Regions from separate parts of the Mus musculus genome. Here region 2 is linked to region 1. Evidence: chromatin contacts called from public HiChIP or PLAC-seq data. All regions are on one chromosome and are shown on one strand. Each heading gives the region's core, a stretch centred on a gene start, on an enhancer-like site or on the middle of the called end of the contact. The rest is flanking DNA. Distances are from core to core; before and after follow the strand shown.

Region 1 (5,805 bases), core at 1,005-3,504:
GGCTTTTTGACCTACAGGGTTCTTTATTGTTCTAGCTCAGTGTCTTCAGTGAGTTATTAATCAAAATCTTGGTCAGGGATTGAGGGATCGTGTTTAAAGTTACCAAATAGCTGGGGTCTTAGACTAGTAGAGATGAAAGAGACTGGAGACACACCTGATCTTCCCTTAACCACCCAGTGCTGTCCCAGTCCTTAGGGAGGTCTCTGGGGGAAGTTCCTTCAGTAATCATGGGTGACAAGGCATGCTTAAGAGAAAAGTACAAACTGGGCTGGCAAGATGGTTCAGTGGTTAAGAGCACTGACTGCTCTTCTGAAGGTCCTGAGTTCAAATCCCAGCAACCACATGGTGGCTCACAACCATCCATAATGAGACCTGATGCCCTCTTCTGGAATGTCTGAAGACAGCTACAGTGTACTTACATATAATAAATAAATAAATCTTTAAAAAAAAGAGAGAAAAGTACAAACTGCTAACAAATGGTAGGGTCATTTTTTTTTTTTTTAAGCAGGGAGTAAGGTTTATGGAAGACATTTATTGGAGCTTAAAAGGTTCACTGAAACTGAGCAGGAGTTTATCCGTGGGCCTGTCTAAGTTTCTCCTTGCCCCCAGTGTGTGTGTGTGTGTGTGTGTGTGTGTATACGTGTGCGCACACACACATCACTGCATATACCTGTAGAGACTAAGGGTTGATGTCAGATGTTATTCTACAGCTCTCAACCTTACTTTTTGTTTTTGAGACAAGGTCTCTCACTGATCTTGTAACTGTTTCCACTAAATGGCTGGGCTGGGCACCCCTGGGAACATCTGTTTTTACACAAAGCCCCTCCAATCCCAGTCTGCTGGCTTTACAGATGTGCCTGTCATTACAGATGTGCCTGTCATCACTGAATTCTTTCAGACTGGGCTTTTTAGTTTTTCGGGTGTTGAGTAACCAGTCTGGTCCTCATCCCTGCACAGCAAGCACCTTATCCACTGAGCCATCGCCCCAGCCCACTGCCCAGCCTTCCTTCTCCACAAAAGAGTTTGGACTCTACAAAGTTGAGCATGGAAGACAAAGCTTGTCTCCTCACATCGACATGCAGAGGGTGTCTGCAGAGTTTATTCACTCAGGGAGACAGAGCTGAGCTCTTTGCATCCAGGAAGTCTCTGAGGTGAGAACGGTCTGCCTGCCCTAGTCTCAGCAGAGAAGCATCCTCAGCCGCCTTAGTCATAATCACTGGTGACTATTAGACACATTTCCCATGCGGTCGGACCTTGGAACTTAACCTAGTAAAGAAGCCATGAGCGGTGACTAAGAGAAGCTGTTTGTTCCCCCCACTCTTAGCATTTCAGGGCATGAAGATGCTAGTTCTGGATACAGCAGTTGATTGTGCCAGAATGCTGGAGGGAGAGACCAAGAGTGGGGGACCCTTCCAGACACCTGTGGGAAGAAGAATCTATGACAGCCAGGGGCTTGGTTAAATGGGAGAACAGAAAAGTTTGTGTCTCCTCTGCATGGGTGAGTCTTAAGGATGTGTCTATTCGTGAGACTGAATGGCTGTGTAGCCATCATTTCTTACTGTATGCACGAGGAAATGTACCATCATATGTCGTTCTTTGGAAGACCTTATAAATTCTAAGGGTCCCATTTTAGAAAGGCTGACGATTTGTCCAGGTTTGCCCAACTGGAAAGTGGCATCACTAGGACTCAAGCTCAGATGTGTACCATATATCAAACCATGTTCTTCACCTCATAGTTTGCTTCCTGGAAGGCTGATTCTCAGAATGCCCTTGCATTTCAAAACAAAGTCTCCAGGCACTTCACCGGGGCTGGAGATTTTCCAGGCTTGCGTTATGTCTTGTAAGTAGAAAGTTTTCAGAACTCCCCCAGAGATGCTGAAGATTTCTTTAAAGGTTGGGGTGTGGAATGATCCCACATTGCTACTAATGACTGAAGGAACCACATCCAAGGAGACTGTAGATGATCTGTGTGTATAGTGTGGACACTGAGTTGGAATAAACCAAAATATTTGGGTCATTTAAAAAAGTACTCTTTGGGCCAGGCTTCTGGTTTGATAGTATGGTTGTCTGAGCCCCTTTCCTTTGTCCTTAGCCGTCTATTTAGGTTCACATTTCTGATCAAGGCTAAATGGTAGCTATTGTTAAGAGCCCTCTAGGCATCTACTTTCTGAAAAAGGAACCTGAAGAACCACACGTTCTCTTTGCCAAGCCACTAGATGGCAGCAAGCGGCAGTGCCAACAAGCTTCCACCTGCACAGAACTATACAGGGAAGCAATACAGGGAAACAGTTGGGCAAACTGGCTTCATGTAAATATGCCAGCCCAGTGAATCCTGGACACACGCACATGCACACACACACACACGCACACACGCACACGCGCACGCGCACGCACACCTCCCTTCCCCTACAGAGGAAGGCAGTTGCTTCTCTTCATCCTTTGCAGAAGAATCACACCAGAAGGAGTTGTTTAGGGGAACGGTAGGGTGGTACTTTTTCATTTTTTTAACATTAGGAAATATATTTGCCTAAAGGTTTCTGAATGACCTGACTCGTCAACACATGATCAATATCATCAGCTGGAATATGTGCTAGGGCTTCGGGACCGGAGGATCAATCAACCAAGTACCACCAACCTCTGCACTTGGTGACAATCACTGACTTAGGAGAGGCTGGTTTTGTTTATTAAAAGACAAGGAAGGTGGGTCAGAGCAACTTCAAGAAAATGTAGCATGTGTTTGGCACAGTGACCTAACATGTCTCTTAAAATTCTGGGAAGTGAAGAAAGTGACACTATGCCAGCTTTAGGGAGATGATCATGGAGACAACTTAAGGCCCAAGAAGGATTTCTGATTTACAGTGCAGTTGTTTGTTCAGAGGAGCTATCCATGAAACCCCTGAACCCCACCCCACCCCCCAAAAAAGGTTTACATGACATGATTTGGCTTTAGTACAAGATAAATATTTCTCTAGATCAGAAAACAGAAATGCACATATTTGTGAGAAGCCGATCCATAAGACACTTAGGCCAGGTAAGAAGTTATTTATATTCAGGAAAGGAGATCGGGAAATGCTCCATAAAAGATCCAGGCTCACAATTTTAAATTAAGGCTCAGTTCTCTTTAATGCTGCTTATTATGGAAGAGCTACAGGGCTGAAGTTGAACAGAGCAGCAGAGCATGTTGTTTTAGCATGTAAGAGGCCATGTGTTCATTGCCCAGTACTGAAGTAAAATAAATGTATCTGGGGATGAGTAGGTGGCTCGGCAGATAACGCTCACCATCAAAGTGTGAGCCCTACTACTTGGGAGGTAGAAATGGGATGCCCAGGATAAATGGGCTAAACTTTGAATTGGTGAACTCCAGGTTCAGCCAGAGGCTCTGTGTAAGTAAATAAAGTAGAGGGTGATTAAAGAAGCTAGCTGACATCAGCTTCTAGCCAGCACACACACACACACACACACACACACACACACACACACACACACACACACACACACACACACACTGTAAACACATACTGAAAGCTGGAAGATTCATTTCACAGGACTTAGCATAAGATTAAATACAAAGAAGATAAGACCCCGCAACAATAAATTCAAAAGCTTGCTTTGGTGATTTCTAAGAAACACTCAGAAAGAATAAGATACTCAAACCAACCCAGACCTATTAATTAAGCTAGTAGGAAAAATTATCACTTTCCTTAAAAGTCCAAGAGTCTAAAAATGTTTTTTACTAAATGTTAGGGAACTAGAGCAATTCTGTGTTGCTATAATAAATGTTTTGGAAAAGAAGGGTGTGAAATCTCAATTTTCCAAGAATAATTCAATCTTGATGGCAAAGCTGATATAAAACTGTGTTGGAAAAGTGTAGGTCTGTCTCCTTCATTAAGGCAGATACACAGTCGAAGGAAATGCAGTTCAGCAATGTATGTGTGCACTTATCTCACGACCAAGTTGAGTTTATGCCAGAAACGCACCATGGCTCACCATTATAAACTCTAGACTGTATTAGCTGGAGAAAAGAAAACCCAGAGAATTGTTTATTTTTGTGTGGGTAGGCATTTCTCTGTGTGTGGGTATGTGTGATTGTTTTAATAGATGGGGAAAAAATCCGATAAAATTTAACACTAAAGGAAACCGATAAAACTTAGTCTAAAGGAAAACTCCTGAACTTGAACGACGTTGTGCCAGGTGGCCTTTCTTCCTACCGGCTTGACAGCAGTCTTCTGCCTGTCCCATGCAGCAGCTTCCCTGCCATCCTATTGGGTGCAGCCACTGAGGAGATGACAATGAGGTTAGGTATTTGGGCTATCGGGTGAACATGTCTCTCAGTGGAAGGCCACTCTTACCCTCAGTGCAGCTTCCTTTACCTGACTCTATCCTTCCAGGCTCTAGAAATCTCTCCCCTTGCCTTGGCCCAGAGCTGGTTACCTGTCTGCTGCCTCTAACACTTTCTGCACTATCTTTGACTGTTTCTCTTCTGTGCAAGGAGGGTTGCAAAAGAAAGTTCCCTGAATTACTAAAATCTCAGTGTGCCATCCATTTCCTTTGGGGGCTTTGGTGCCAGTGGGTATCAAAATCCTACTGCGTATATTATATATGTTCAGTATCCCTTACTTGAGTTTCTTGGGACCAGTAGTGTTTCAAATTTGGAATTTTATTTCTGCTTTTCAAATATTTGCATGTATATAATGAGATATCTTGGGATTGGGACTCAAGTCTGGACACAGTTTGTTTCATGTGTTTGCTAGGCACAGTAGCTGAAGGTAATTTTACACAATATTTTCAATGTTTCTGCTTTTTGGCTGCAGGTTTGGAATTTTTCCTCCCGTGGTAATGTCAGTGATCAGATAAAAAATGGATTTTGGAGCACTTTGGATTTCACATGTTAGAATTAGGGAATCTTAAGTATAGTATCAATATCTTAGTGTGTGTGGGGTGAGGATGGGGTCATGAGAGAGAAGGTCTGAGGGAATCAGGACTGTTGGGATGGGGGTTGCAATGGCTAATAGGTTGTTCAGGGTAGGCCTTATAAGGATGCTGAAATTTGAAAAAAAAAAAAAAAACAATCTCTGGAAATCAAAGAATTATCCTGCTAGACTACGTGAGTCAATATGCAGGGGTGGGGGTGTCGAAGATGTTAGTAAGAAGACAGTCCTGTTAGGCTGCCTGATTGGAGGAGAAGATGGGCAGGATAGAGGGGGTGCTGCTGATCAGTTCTCCTACATGGGTTGGGGACATTACTGATTAAGAGCCCCCAAGCAGAGAAGCTTGGTTCTCACCTCCAGGAAGAGTGCTCCTTAGTTCTCACCTCCAGGAAGAGGTGCTCCTTAAGGAGTAGAGAGGTCCCGGAAGTGGAGGTTGCCAAATACCCAACTCAAATTATTTAGGATGCAATTAGGTTTGGTTTAATAATTAAAAATACTTTTAGAATTTTCTTTGGCAGAGATCAGGCTATTAATTAGCATGTCATGGGAACCCAGCATTTATTATTCTCTCAAAAACCCATTTGTGGTGAAAAATGTGCTGAGCCTCATTTGTGAAGATAATTATAGATGATATCTTTAGGAGTGTCTGCCAAGTTCCTAGTGATTTCCCTTTTATCTGGGAGCTGACTCCAGAGCCTACAGGGTGCCTCCTCTGCCCACGTCTTTCTAGCACAAGCCTGTCCTCTGCTCCCAGCTCATTGGATCAGAGCTAGGATCACAAGTAAAGCTGAGCCAGTAAGACCTTTCCCCCACAGGAATTTGGAATACTGGCCATGGTCAGGCAACTCTGTACATTTGATTAGATGTTTAAGATTCA
Region 2 (6,318 bases), core at 1,630-4,129, 250 kb after region 1:
TGTCAACTTGACACAAGCTAGTGTTATAAGAGAGGAGGAAGCCTTGTGGAGAAAATGCCTACAATAAATTGAGCTGCAGGCAAGCCATAGAGCTTTTTTTTTTTTTAATTAGATCTTGATGGATAAGGGCCTGGTCTATTGTGGGAGGCACCATTCCTGGGCTGTGGCCCTGGGTTTTATAAGAAAGCAGGTTGAGCAAGCCATGAGGAATCAGCTAGTAAGCAGCACTTATCCATAGCCTCTGCGTCAGCTCCTGCCTCCAGGTTCCTGCCCTGTTTGAGTTCTTGTCCTGATTTCTTTCAGTGATGGATAGTGACGGAGAGGCATAAGCAAAATAAACCCTTTACTCCTCAGGTTGCTTTGCTTGTAGTGTTTTGTAGGAGCCATAGTAACCCTAACGAGGATACACCACGACCAGTGGAGCTGAGACACAAACTCAGGACCTTTGGCGTCAGTGAAGCCTCATTTCAATAGCAGAAGGATGGATCCAGATTCAGAACTCAGTTTCATACTTGCTGTGTAACTCAGACAAATCACTTCTTTTTCTCGGAGCTTCATTTGCCCTATCAATAGAACGGAGATTATAAAGCGAAAGCTGCTGCATTATTGAAAGGATTAAAAGGCAGAACCTGTGTGCTTGGCATGGTGCCTCAACCTAGAGCTTTCTCAGTAAATGCAAGTCATCATGATGCTTACTGTTCTGTGCGCTTTACACTGAGCCAGAGGCAACCTGTCCTCACAGCTTGTCAGGAGTTACTTTGGGGCCACACGGTGCTTAGACTGTATTAATAAAAAGCAAAACCTGTCTGCAGTCTCTTCCCACCCCTGTTTCCACTGCTTTCCACTCAGATGTTGCTCCCTATACTGGTAGCTCAGGTTCAGGTATTTAAAACACTTCCTCCTTCACTGTCTTTTTCCACATGGACTTCAACCATGCCCCATTCCTTCAGGCTTCTGTACTTTCTAAAGTAACATGGCACTATAACCAATGTACTGCTTGTAAAACTAGACAATGCTCTTCCTTGCCCACCGCACTGCCCTGAAATCTCTTCATCTTACCAGGCAGCCCACACTTACACAGTCTGTCTGTCTGACTTGGAAAACCAGGAGATTGAATCAAGCTTGGTATACTGAATACAAAATTTAGGAATGAGGAGTAAAACTGATTTCCATACCCCCATCCCAAGGAATAGTTACAAAACTCACAAGGAGAAAAAGGATTGGGGAGGAGAGAAAAGACCCTGTAGGTGGTGCAGAAATAAAATATAATAATAATAATAATAATACATAATAATACATAATCAATATATTAGGTAGATCTGAAGAAAGACTAAGGTTTTCTTGTTAAAAATATATAGGAATGATTTTAAAATATACTATAAAACAACAGTGATGAATAAAGTATGGATTATTTTTATCACTGAGACAGACTAGAAAGATGAGAAGTAAACCTTTGCATATATGGATAGTTTCTTCATCAAGTGGTTTTGTGGACCTGGATATCTGAAGAAAAAGAAGAGAGGAGGAGGAGAAGGAATAGGAGGAGTAGAAGTAGCAGCAGAAAAAAAATCTGAAATTAGAAAAATTAGAAATTAAAACTTAAGCCTCTATATGTGGATTCTAACTGTTAAGCCTTCGATCAGCAGGCTATCCATATAACCACAGAGATTAGATATAGGGTAAGGGACTTGCGGAGAGTAGGTCATCTCCCCAGGAAAGGGAAATAGAATAGATTGGTCTTTCTTCCTCTTGAGCCTCATGTGGTCAGTGAGTTGTACCTTATTTGTGTATGTGTGTTTGTGTTCCTGGTTCCCACAGAGGACAGAAGAGGGCATCATATTCTTTGAAAGTGGTGCTGCAGATGGTTGTGAGCTACCACGTGGTGCTGGGAAATGGACAGAGTAGGCTCTCCGAGGAGCTGAGGCAGCCTTGAGTGAATGACAGGGACCAAAATGTCAAGACTCCCAGAGAACTGGCAAAGCCTTCTCTATGTGGGTCAGGCTTGGAATCGGCAAAGCCTTTTTCTGGTCTCAGTGTGAACGTCGGCAGTGTGTGCAAACAGCTTCTTCCACTTCTGTTTACAGCCGGAGACTGTTCTCCTGCAGACTTCATAGGAGACCAGCTAATGTCTCCCTCTGTGCCTACCTAACATGCCTAGGTTCCTTGTGCTTGTGCACTGCTATGCTCTAGCAGAGTGCACAGGGCCCACCTGACCTGTTGTTTCTTCTGTGTCACTGTCTTTTCTTTATTCTGTTGTCACTCCTAGCTAGGCCAAGGCACCAGACCTCAAGGATCACAGTAGCAGCCAGGGTCCCTAACCACTAAGCTTGCAACTGGCCGTTTTTCTAAGCGCACTCACATCAAAATGTTTTGAAGTCCTTTACTAAAAATGTCTAATTTCTTTCCATCAAGTTTGTAGAAATTTATTAACCCACTAAAAATGCAGAATGTTCATCTTATTGTAGCTCCATGCAAACAAGAAGCAAGCAAACAAACAACCCAAGAAAATAGAGAAGATGTGTTTTGGAATCAAGGGAGAGTATGATTTCTTGGACAAATCACTTTGGTGTCCCTTTCCCCCAAGTCATTGTAGGAATAACCATAAGTCACCCTAAGTATAGTTGCAGAGAGTGCTTTGTAGGGGTTTCTGGCTGTTTGTTGGTTTATCTTCTTTGTGGTACTAAAGGACATCCAGGCCCACGTGTATGCTAGGCAAGTGCTGGATCACTGAGCCGTAGCCCTACTCTGCAACGATGATTTTAAGTGATCTTTGTCATAAATTCTTTAGCTGGTAAATCAGCCAAACCACCATAGACCTTAACGTGCTCTAGCAGGGGTAGGAGTAGAGGTCAGCTGAGACTATGATTGTTTCTAAAAGAATCTACAGAGTAAAGACTTCAGTCAAAAACAGGAAACAGCCACCATTTCCTCTTGATCTCCAGAGAGGTCAAGGAGAGGAAGCTGGTAGGGAAGAAGTACAGGACACCTGACAACAGACACAGTCTACTAGGGCACAGGTGAACACCCCAACTTCACTCTCCTCCGGCCCCCATTTCTTCTTTTTAAACCACAGCTCTGTTCCCAAGGGCAGGTCAAGGGAGTTTGGTGGCTGTCGACAGAATATTTGTTCACCCTTTGCTGCTTAATCTTGAGGCCCAGTTTGACAGGATTTGAATCATTTCCACATATAGGGGTAAGGGCTTCAGTATATAGACTAGCCAGGTGCTATTATTATTCATTTTCCTCATTGATCCAAAAAGACATCAGACCAAAAGAAACCTAAGGAAGTATACTTGTTAGTTTTTGAAAACTTGTTCTCCGGGAAGAGTGAACCTCAACTGAGGAGCTGCCTCCAGTGGAATGGCCTTTAGATGTGATGGTGAGGCCATCTCTAGAGGTTTAACTGAGGAGGAAAGGCTCACTCTAAGCTGGGTGCTATTACCCAGGGGTAGGGTCATACACCTTGCTCCACTTCTTGGTTGCAGAGGCCATGTGACCAGCTGTGGCCCATGTTGCTTTTGGTCATGGTGTGTTATCACGCCACGTAAGCCAAATTTTACCTTTGTTCATAGTTTGAGGTTACAACTTGTCATGGTGGAAAAAAACACCGTGGAGAGAACAGCTGTGGCTGAGGCAGTCAAGCTGATTACAGGACATTGGGGAAGTAATTTGACTTAGAGGAGGTCACAAAAGAAGAGTCCCAGGATAGGATTCATAGCTATAGCCAAAAAAGGAAGAGACAAGATCTCTCCCCTCCCTTCCCTTCCCTTCCCTTCCCTTCCCTTCCCTTCCCTTCCCTTCCCCCCCTTCCCTTCCCTTCCCTTCCCTTCCCTTCCCTTCCCTTCCCTTCCCTTCCCTCCCCTTCTCCTCCCTTTCCCTTCCCTTCCCTTCCCTCCCCTCCCCCTCCCCTCCCCCTGTCCCTTTCCCTCCTTTCCACTATGAAGATTAAGTAAAAAGGCAACTATTTACAAAATACCAGACATCAAGATACTGACTCCTTAATATTACACTTTCCAGCCTCCATAAATGTACAAGATAGATCTTGTACATAGTCTAGGAGGTTTTGTTTGTTTGTTTGCTGGGTGTTTTTTGTTTGTTTGGTTTTGGTTTTGTTTGTTTGGTTTTGACAGCACTCCAAACTGAGACTAAGATTCTGGTAGATCTATTCATAAGGTACAGTCTCTCAAGCACACTTGGGGGGCGGGGGAGGTGGCAGCAAGGGAATCAAGGGAAGGGGTGAGGAAGGAGGGAAACTGAGGCTGTTCAGTGCAGGTGGCAATAAGAAGCTAGAGTGTTTGCAGTGTTGCAGCAATCTGCTTCACAAACTACTCAGTTATTAATCCACTGAGTGCTACTGTGTTCTGTGGGACCTCACGCAGCAAGAGGAATATTACCGTGTAATCATGCCCCTTATTTCAGGAATTTTAGGAGTGAAACCCCTGGTGCTTTCTTCTTCTCAAGAGGCTAGGGTATATTTGTGGGCCCAATATAGTCTCTACAAAACAGAAAATACATTAAGTGTATCTTTATATTACCCCAGCAGAAGAATGCATTCCGATAAGCAATGGAGTAAAACCCCTACTGGGGCTGAGTTTGGTGATTTTTTTTTTTTCAGACAAATGTACAGAGCAGTCATAATGTTTCATTTAAATGTGCACTGACCATAAGTGCACATCTGTGGCTTGCGAAGTGCTTGTTTTTTGGCACTGGAACTCTCTGAGCCAGAAAACAACTCTGGAAAATTGTCTTGAATCCTCACAAATGACTCAGAGTGCCACTGAGGCTTTAGCACACATTATTTAGCAAATCCATGAATCTCCAAGCCAGGAGATGTGGAAAACCATAGCAACCACGAGTAAGACCGGGGATGTGGCCAGTGCTTGAAGGACATGCTGGTGTGAACAGAAGCCCTTCTGGTGCTCAGAAACTCCTCTCTCCCAACCACCCCTTTGCACAGGGCCTTGTTCAGTCTCTGCAGACTCAGGACAGGAACTTGCAGTGGAATGATTTCAAGAATCTAGGTAGTTTGATTTCCCCTATTCAGATAGTCTAGGAAAATAACACCTAGAGTATTTAAGCAGCTTGCCCAAGGTTACAAAATGAACAATTTAAAGATGTAAAATGTCCTACTACCAAAGACTTGGTGCAACCATTTCAGCACCTGTGATTTTTTTTCATTAGTTATACAGATGGGATGGATAGGATGGATGACTTGTGATAGGGTGGAATATGATGTTATGACAGGGAATGAGGTGGGGTAGGATTTGTGGGGGTGGGATGTGGGTGGGTGGGGGTGGATGTGGTGGGATGGAATGTATGAGGGGGAGGATGGGATTTATTGACATGGGACAGGGTCCAACGGGATGGGATGTGGTGGAGTAGGGTATAGCATAATGGGAAGTAGTGAGATAGGATGGGATGGGGTGGGTGGACTGGAACTGGGAATCCAAGCTCCCTGCACTACTGCGATAGCAATAAAGTTGTGGTTACAGCCACTGAAATAAGTTCTGTGAAATCAAAATCAATCTTTGTACAATTAGTCTCACAGAAAAGGAAATTGTACATTTCATAGAAACTTAACCCTTCAGAAAACGTGATGAGGTGTTTCATATATTGCTTTCTGTGAGCACAGTCTACAAAGACCTAAGGTATTTTTCTTATAGGTGTTAGAGAATTTGTTCATTTATTTAATGAAAAATATTGTAAGAGCACCACAGCAGGTATTTCCTGAACAATGCTTATCAAGTGAACGTCTCTAGCACAAAGGTTACCTGCTTAGAACTAATAAGAACACAACTGATATAAAGCTCATTGCTAGTTGCTGGCATGGTCATTACCCTCATCATAATTTAATTTCGAGGTGATTTCACTGGAGAAAGAATTCTGAAATCTGCAGATTTTGAAGAGATTTTCTAAGGCTCATGCTTAGCTAGCACTTCATGTCCTGAGGTAATGAATGATACATGGAGTGTCCATCTCTGCATGAGAAGCTTGGTGTTCTGCTTTGCTTAGTTGTGGCTGTGCAGACAGAGTTCTGGAGAGCTGACTAGTGTTCTGGGATGGAGCCCAGGTATCAGCATGCTGTAAATATGCCCCATGTGATTCTTATAAAGCAAAGCATAGATGCCTGGGCTTCATCCCAGAATGACTGACTCAGAAGCACTGGACTTCGTGGCTTGGCACATCTCTGTTGTAAAAAATCTCTCCCTCCCCCTGTGTGATTCAAAAGCATTCTAAAGAGTGAAACATGTTCTCCTCAGCTAAGAGAGCTTTAAATCTCTCCACACCATTAGGGGTTTAACTTGGAGCAACAAACCA

Evidence for each region. HiChIP or PLAC-seq counts read pairs in DNA pulled down with a chosen protein or histone mark.
Region 2: a CTCF HiChIP or PLAC-seq map of pro-B cells shows a contact between it and region 1, with 5 times the contacts expected there. The contact joins two enhancer-like sites. A contact is called at or near these places in 4 of 39 promoter capture datasets (hippocampal neurons, liver, neural stem cells and 1 more), 2 of 15 datasets of contacts at CTCF or cohesin (large pre-B cells and pro-B cells), 2 of 484 Hi-C or Micro-C datasets (cerebral cortex and uterus), 2 of 115 datasets of contacts at active chromatin or transcription factors (embryonic stem cells and large pre-B cells) and 1 of 9 other capture datasets (embryonic stem cells).

The regions. Positions count from the first base shown.
Region 1 is chr14:49,236,132-49,241,936 of GRCm38.p6, forward strand. All of the region lies in intron 3 of ccdc198 (coiled-coil domain containing 198), which reads right to left. Among named protein-coding and RNA genes, the nearest start is that of ccdc198, 6.4 kb to the right of the region's middle. Within about 2 kb of position 2,255, at least 7 of the 459 cell types and tissues checked have an H3K27ac peak or open chromatin away from gene starts, as enhancers often do. A contact at or near this core is called in pro-B cells, where this site is marked.
Region 2 is chr14:49,487,897-49,494,214 of GRCm38.p6, forward strand. The region is part of intron 1 of Slc35f4 (solute carrier family 35, member F4); the gene reads right to left. Among named protein-coding and RNA genes, the nearest start is that of Slc35f4, 35 kb to the right of the region's middle. Within about 2 kb of position 2,880, at least 7 of the 459 cell types and tissues checked have an H3K27ac peak or open chromatin away from gene starts, as enhancers often do. A contact at or near this core is called in pro-B cells, where this site is marked.